Regions from separate parts of the Mus musculus genome. Here region 2 is linked to region 1. Evidence: chromatin contacts called from public promoter capture Hi-C data. All regions are on one chromosome and are shown on one strand. Each heading gives the region's core, a stretch centred on a gene start, on an enhancer-like site or on the middle of the called end of the contact. The rest is flanking DNA. Distances are from core to core; before and after follow the strand shown.

Region 1 (2,700 bases), core at 129-2,628:
AGTCAAAATGGAAAACTCAGGTTCAGTGAGAAAACTTGTCTCAAAAACTAAAGTGGAAGTGTACAGAGAAGGACCCCTGATACTGAACCTCTGTCCTCAACAAAGATGTTCACAACATGCATACATGCATACATCTCTCTCTCACACACACACACACAATCAAAAGAAAGCCAGTCATCTTATGGTCACTCCTGTATTGACTGCCCAGTATTCTAGGAGACTAATCATTATTGGTAGGATGATGTGTCAGTCATTCTTAAGTAGGTTCATCACTATGCACAAAACTTGTAAAGCAGGCGTTCAAAGAAGGGCTGTGCAAAGATGTGAGCTTTGCAGTTAACAAGTCTGAAGGGAGACATGAGGTCCACTAGGACAACGCAAGGGAAAACACTGAGCTAATTATTAAAGGGGGGGGGTGGGGTGGATCTAGCCTGCCGTTAAAGACTTCTCTCCCAAGATGGCATATATGATGTTTGAAAGCAGAAGAAAACGAATAGTCTTTCCCATTGGCGTTACACCTTAGGGCTTAAAAAGCATAATTTCGCAGGCACTTCGTGAGCAATCAATGTGCACCAGGAGTTACTGTTCTGAGACCTAGACAGAAATGAGCAACCATAAGCAGTTCAGTCAGGGCTTAGATTTCAGTAGGTTCCATGTGCTAAGGCTTGTGGAAATATGGAAGATGAAGCAGACTATTCCTCCCGGGACTGTGAAAGCAAAGAATCACCAAAAAGGTAACCTCTGAAGTAGGCTTTGAAGGATGCCAGAGATGGCCCACCAGGTCCTGGTTCAAAGTGTCACCATCCTGTTCTCGGGGAAGAGAAAGTCTCTTGAGTTTACAGCTCGTATATTTATTATAGGAGCTGACTCCTATATAAACTCCGAGGCAAGCAGTCTCCCCAGCAATCCTCTCCATTTCACTGGAGAAAGTGTGATTCACAAAGCAAAAGGGTGTCAAGGGAGGTTCCAGTTCCTGAACCCAGACGGGCCGAGGTGACACCGCTACTCAGAATGCGAAGGCTGAGCGGTGGAACGCGCCGAGGGTCTGTCTAGACCCGGAAGTTGGGAAGCGGCCTGAGAAGAGCCCGACCCCTGCAGCCACCGCGCCAGTCTCTCAGCCCAGCGCTCGGGTCCCGTTCCTCAATCACTCACCCGCCGCTTGGCGAGAGGAAGTCGGTGTCATCCTCGTCTCCGGCACCGAACATCACGTCGGCTTTCGCCCAGCTGAAGGGAGGAGGAAGTTGGATGTTCCCAGGGCCTGTCACCGCCGGTAACGTAAAACGCCGTGGCGGCGAGCTGCTTTCCGGCAGGACAAACTCTCTCAGGGTAGTGAGGCCCAGAGGAGACCCAGCGGTGGAGGAGGTGGAGCAAAGGCAAATGAGGAGGTGAGCTCCCAGTGACGCAAGGCCTCACCAGCCCTCCGAGGAGGTGGAGTTCCTAGGTTCTGAGCGGTGATTGGTGGGATCACCCAGGGGGCGGGTCCAGGGCGGGAATCCGCGGCCTTTACTGCGGTCGTGGGACACGTCGAGCCGGGCAGTAGTGGCGGGGGCTTGGTAGAAGTCCGTACCGGACTAGGGGATCCAGTTCTGAGAGGAAGACTAAGGCGGCGGGGCTTACCCTGTGAAGGTAAGGTCACTCCCCTCCTTTTCCCAAACCCGGCGTGTTCGCTGTCCTTTTCCCTCCCGAACCCTGGACCCCCCGCAGCTCCCTTAAGCTGGGCGGAAGGAGAAAGAGCCCCGGACTAGAAGTCATGGGATCTGAGCCGAACAGTGGCAGGGATCTTACAGCGACATTGCTGTTATGACCTTAGGGCAGGGTGCTCGGTGCCTCAGTTTCCCCATCTACGCAAAGGACCGCGTGTCCAGTGTCTCCATATGCGCTTTTTCAAGGTTTTAAATCTCTGAAATCATCGAGTCTGATCCGGGTCTCTTCGTAATAAACTGATCTGCAGGCAAGAAGACAGAAGAACTAGCCACTTGGGTGACTAGTCCGAGGTCACACAGAGTGAAGAGCAGACCTGGTCCTTTGTATCAGGGTTTAGAGAGCTGATGAGTGAGGAAGCCTGGCCCTTAACTAGACTGTGTGGCATAGGACTTGGGAAAGGACCCTGTTTCTAAAGTCCAGATAAGAGAGGTCCAGAAGAGCTGGGATATTCGGGAGGGTGGATGATGGACGAGACTTTGAAGGTAGAAAGTCCTCAATCCAGTTTTGCTGAGCTGAGTTTTGTTGCCAAGGTTTTAAGTCAACATTGGTTGTCGCTGACTTTTCTGCCTCCAGTTTTCGCCCACTCTGTTGCATGTCTTTCTTCTATATTTCTTTGGTTAGCCTGTTTTGTTTTTGTTTTTGGGTTTTTTTTTTTTTTTTTTTGAACGATCTTGCTTAGCCACGCTGTGGCTAAGCAGATAGTGTGTCCCAGTGTCCATTTCCACAGTTCTCATTGGAGTTCTTTCTGGTTTTCTTCCCAGTCAGGTTGATCCTGTAAGTGTCCCTTTCCGGAATGTTTTAGTCTCTTCTGATGATACTAAAGAGATTGGAAGCTCTCTCCCAGAGAACTTTGTACCTCTTGGCACTTCCCCTGTGGGGCTTTTTATTACAGTTTTTGAACTACTAACTTGTAAGTCTTCTTGCCCACAGTGGATTCTCATTAATTTTTTATTAGATTGAATAATATAACTTAGCTTTGTTCCCTTGTTCCTTAAT
Region 2 (2,700 bases), core at 168-2,667, 300 kb after region 1:
AAATCAATGTGACAATTAATTTGGTGTCGTGGGCCCGAGAGGATGAAATATGACCCGGTGGCCTCCGCTCTTCAGTCCATCCCAGCTGTTCAAGAGGAGGAGGAGCTCTCAGCGTGGCCTCTGAGAGTCATAATCACGGGAACCACGCCGGCCCCCTCCCTGCCACATAAATCACGCTAAGAAGCACACAACGACTTCTTTCCTGATGGGCTAATTGTCTTGGGTGGTGTCTCCGGCCCCAGGAGCGGGGAGGTCGGGAGCACAGCCACTTTATTGTTGAAAGGCCATCTGTGAGATTTGAATACAAAGTGCCTCTTTGAGTCTCCTACCCGTTCTGGGATCCCATTTCTGTGTCTCCCACTCTGAGTCCTTTGAAGCTCATCTCTCATAGAAGCCCTCATTGCCTGAGTCCTTTGGCCCTTTGGGAGCTGGAATTATACAGACCTTCTGAGAATGGTGATTCTTATTTGTACATGTCTTATTATTATTACTATTATAATAATAATTATTATTATTAATTTCCCCTCCGACTCCTGTCATCAAGACCCTTACTAATCACAGTCAACTCCAAGGCACCAAGAAGGTTCTCCACAGTACAGGCACGGGCAGCTTTGCCACGTGGATGCATTCCTTCAGTGAGAACCCTGCAGGGAGCATGCGCTTTGGAGAGGGCAGGGGGGTCCCGCCGAGCTTAGACTCCCCTAAACAGACACATCTTACGAACAAAACAGTAAAGGCTTCTGAAGCATTAGGTGACTGAACCTGTGGTGGCTCAGCTGGTGAGAGACCCAGTCCTTTGTCCTGTGTGGATGCAAAGGTGTTTTGAGGGACAGAAGGAAGAAAAGTCACCCATGAGCCTCCAGGAGAGGCAGGAGACAATGATGGCTGTCTCAGACATCTTGGTCTCTTCCACGGAGGAAGCATGCTTTGGAGACAGATTAAGTGAGGAGCGATAGTTTTCCTAAGTGGTGGCCCAGGTTGAAAACAAACAAGCAAACAAACAAAACCAGAAAAACCTATTTCCACAGGATTTGACAAAAGTCTGCCGTGAAAGGCAGAGATGCTCTCCGGCGGCGGCAAGCTCCCTGGAGGACCTTCCCCTTCTCAGTCTGGCTTTCAGCAGGATCATTGGTCACCGTCATGGGGGCACCCTGGCAGTAAAGGAATGATGACAGAGGCAGGGAAGAGTAGCTTAGGCTCGGGCCTGCTAGTCTGAGCATAGGTACAGAATATAGAGACTTAACCCAAATGCAGTGAAGAGGGCTCCCCTCTGCCAGGATCTGAGCCTGGGTTTTGCTAATCCACTGGGTTTAGACCAACAGATCTAAGTAACTGGGAACCGAAGGGATCAGATTTCAGCCCCCCTCCTCCCACTCCCTCTCCGCAGAGCATTCTTTTCCCCAGCTCCACTGCTTTTCTGGCTGCCTCCAGACCTCCTGCCCTCCCTCCCTCCACTGCTGGCCAGGCTGAGGGCAGACTGCTTTATGTTAGGACTCGGCCATCTTTCTTCTCTTTTTTTTAACTCTTAAGGAACAGAGAACAACCTGCCTCTGTGCTCTGTCTTACTTTCCTTTTGCTCCAAGCTAGTCTCTAGAAAGGCTGCCACTCCCCAGCCATTGAGTGTTGGATGATCTGCCAGACACTCCTGTGTGAGCCAGGCATGGCTTCTAACTCCTGCCCTTCGCTTTCTCTTTGACCTTCACTAGAGCCTGATGTGGTATGGTATCCCCTTAAGAATAGACTCCTGCTCTACCTAGTTTGTAGGTACTGGATCTTCAAAAGGTTAAACTTGCTGAGATCACACAGCTAATGTCTGCACACATTAGTGGGTCAACTGTTTCCTTGCAACCACAGACCATTCATTCCAGCTGAGAAGGCCTGACAGGGCTGGGTCATCAGTGCCTTGTTGAAGGGCTCTCCCGAGGTCACAGCTTGACTCTCCATGCTCTTCTGGCTCCATGGGTGGGAGTGTCCCTCCCAAAAGTTCTTGTGACTTCCCATGGGCAGGCTGTTCCTTGACACCATTGTTCACTTTCAATGTCCCTGGCGGCTGCAGTCCCTAGGGAGACCAGGGCTTAGCACCTCTTTGACACACCCTTTCTGAGGTGTGCCTCAGAGATGGCTGTCCCCGCCCACACTGTGCTTGCCAGAGGAGTGTGTTCCATGCCTATTAGCATGGTGAACCAGGCAGTAAGGTCTGCCACACCGGAAAGCCTGCAAGCTCCTTAGGGGCAAGCGGAGGCCATACCTTATTTCATGTTGCATGGCTCATAGGAGATGCTCTGTAGCGGTCAGAGGCCTGAATTCAACTGATGGGCGGGTCCCTCCTTCTATTCTATAATAGAGAAGAAGAAACAGGATCACAAAGAGGAAGTGGCTTTTTTTTGCCCAGGGCCATGAGCCCTGGGACCAGAGCTGAGGTTTGGTTCAGAGGTTTTACTCTTGCTTCAGAGGCTATGCAGATACCAGCAGGCCCACACCCGGCTTAATCTATGATGCAATCTGGCCAGGGTTAAACCCTATCTCCACGCTCATGCAGGCATCCTCAGAGGGAAGAAAACCTGATCATAACACCCTGGTTCTCTAAGTCTGAGGGTACCCCTCTCCACACACACACACACACACACACACACACACACACACACACACACACACACCTGCCTCTGAGAAAACCAGGGTAGGGATTCAGAAGCCCTGGTC

Evidence for each region. Promoter capture Hi-C pulls out the DNA fragments that hold promoters and counts their contacts.
Region 2: a contact with region 1 is called in a promoter capture Hi-C map of neural stem cells. The contact joins the enhancer-like site here to the promoter of Fkbp15 in region 1. A contact is called at or near these places in 2 of 39 promoter capture datasets (the C10 cell line and neural stem cells), 1 of 484 Hi-C or Micro-C datasets (granulocyte-monocyte progenitors), 1 of 115 datasets of contacts at active chromatin or transcription factors (bone marrow-derived macrophages) and 2 of 9 other capture datasets (adipose tissue and liver).

What each region holds. Positions count from the first base shown.
Region 1 is chr4:62,359,218-62,361,917 of GRCm38.p6, forward strand. Fkbp15 (FK506 binding protein 15) reads right to left here and starts at 1,379. Exons shown (of 28, transcript NM_001045528.2): 1 at 1,153-1,379. The coding sequence starts at 1,205. It overlaps Slc31a1 (solute carrier family 31, member 1), which reads left to right and starts at 1,484. Exons shown (of 5, transcript NM_175090.4): 1 at 1,484-1,626.
Region 2 is chr4:62,659,319-62,662,018 of GRCm38.p6, forward strand. The region is part of intron 10 of Rgs3 (regulator of G-protein signaling 3); the gene reads left to right. It overlaps Gm52741 (a long non-coding RNA gene), which reads right to left. Exons shown (of 3, transcript XR_003955422.1): 2 at 2,249-2,335; 3 at 527-2,059. Among named protein-coding and RNA genes, the nearest start is that of Gm52741, 9.3 kb to the right of the region's middle. Within about 2 kb of position 1,418, at least 129 of the 459 cell types and tissues checked have an H3K27ac peak or open chromatin away from gene starts, as enhancers often do. A contact at or near this core is called in neural stem cells, where this site is marked.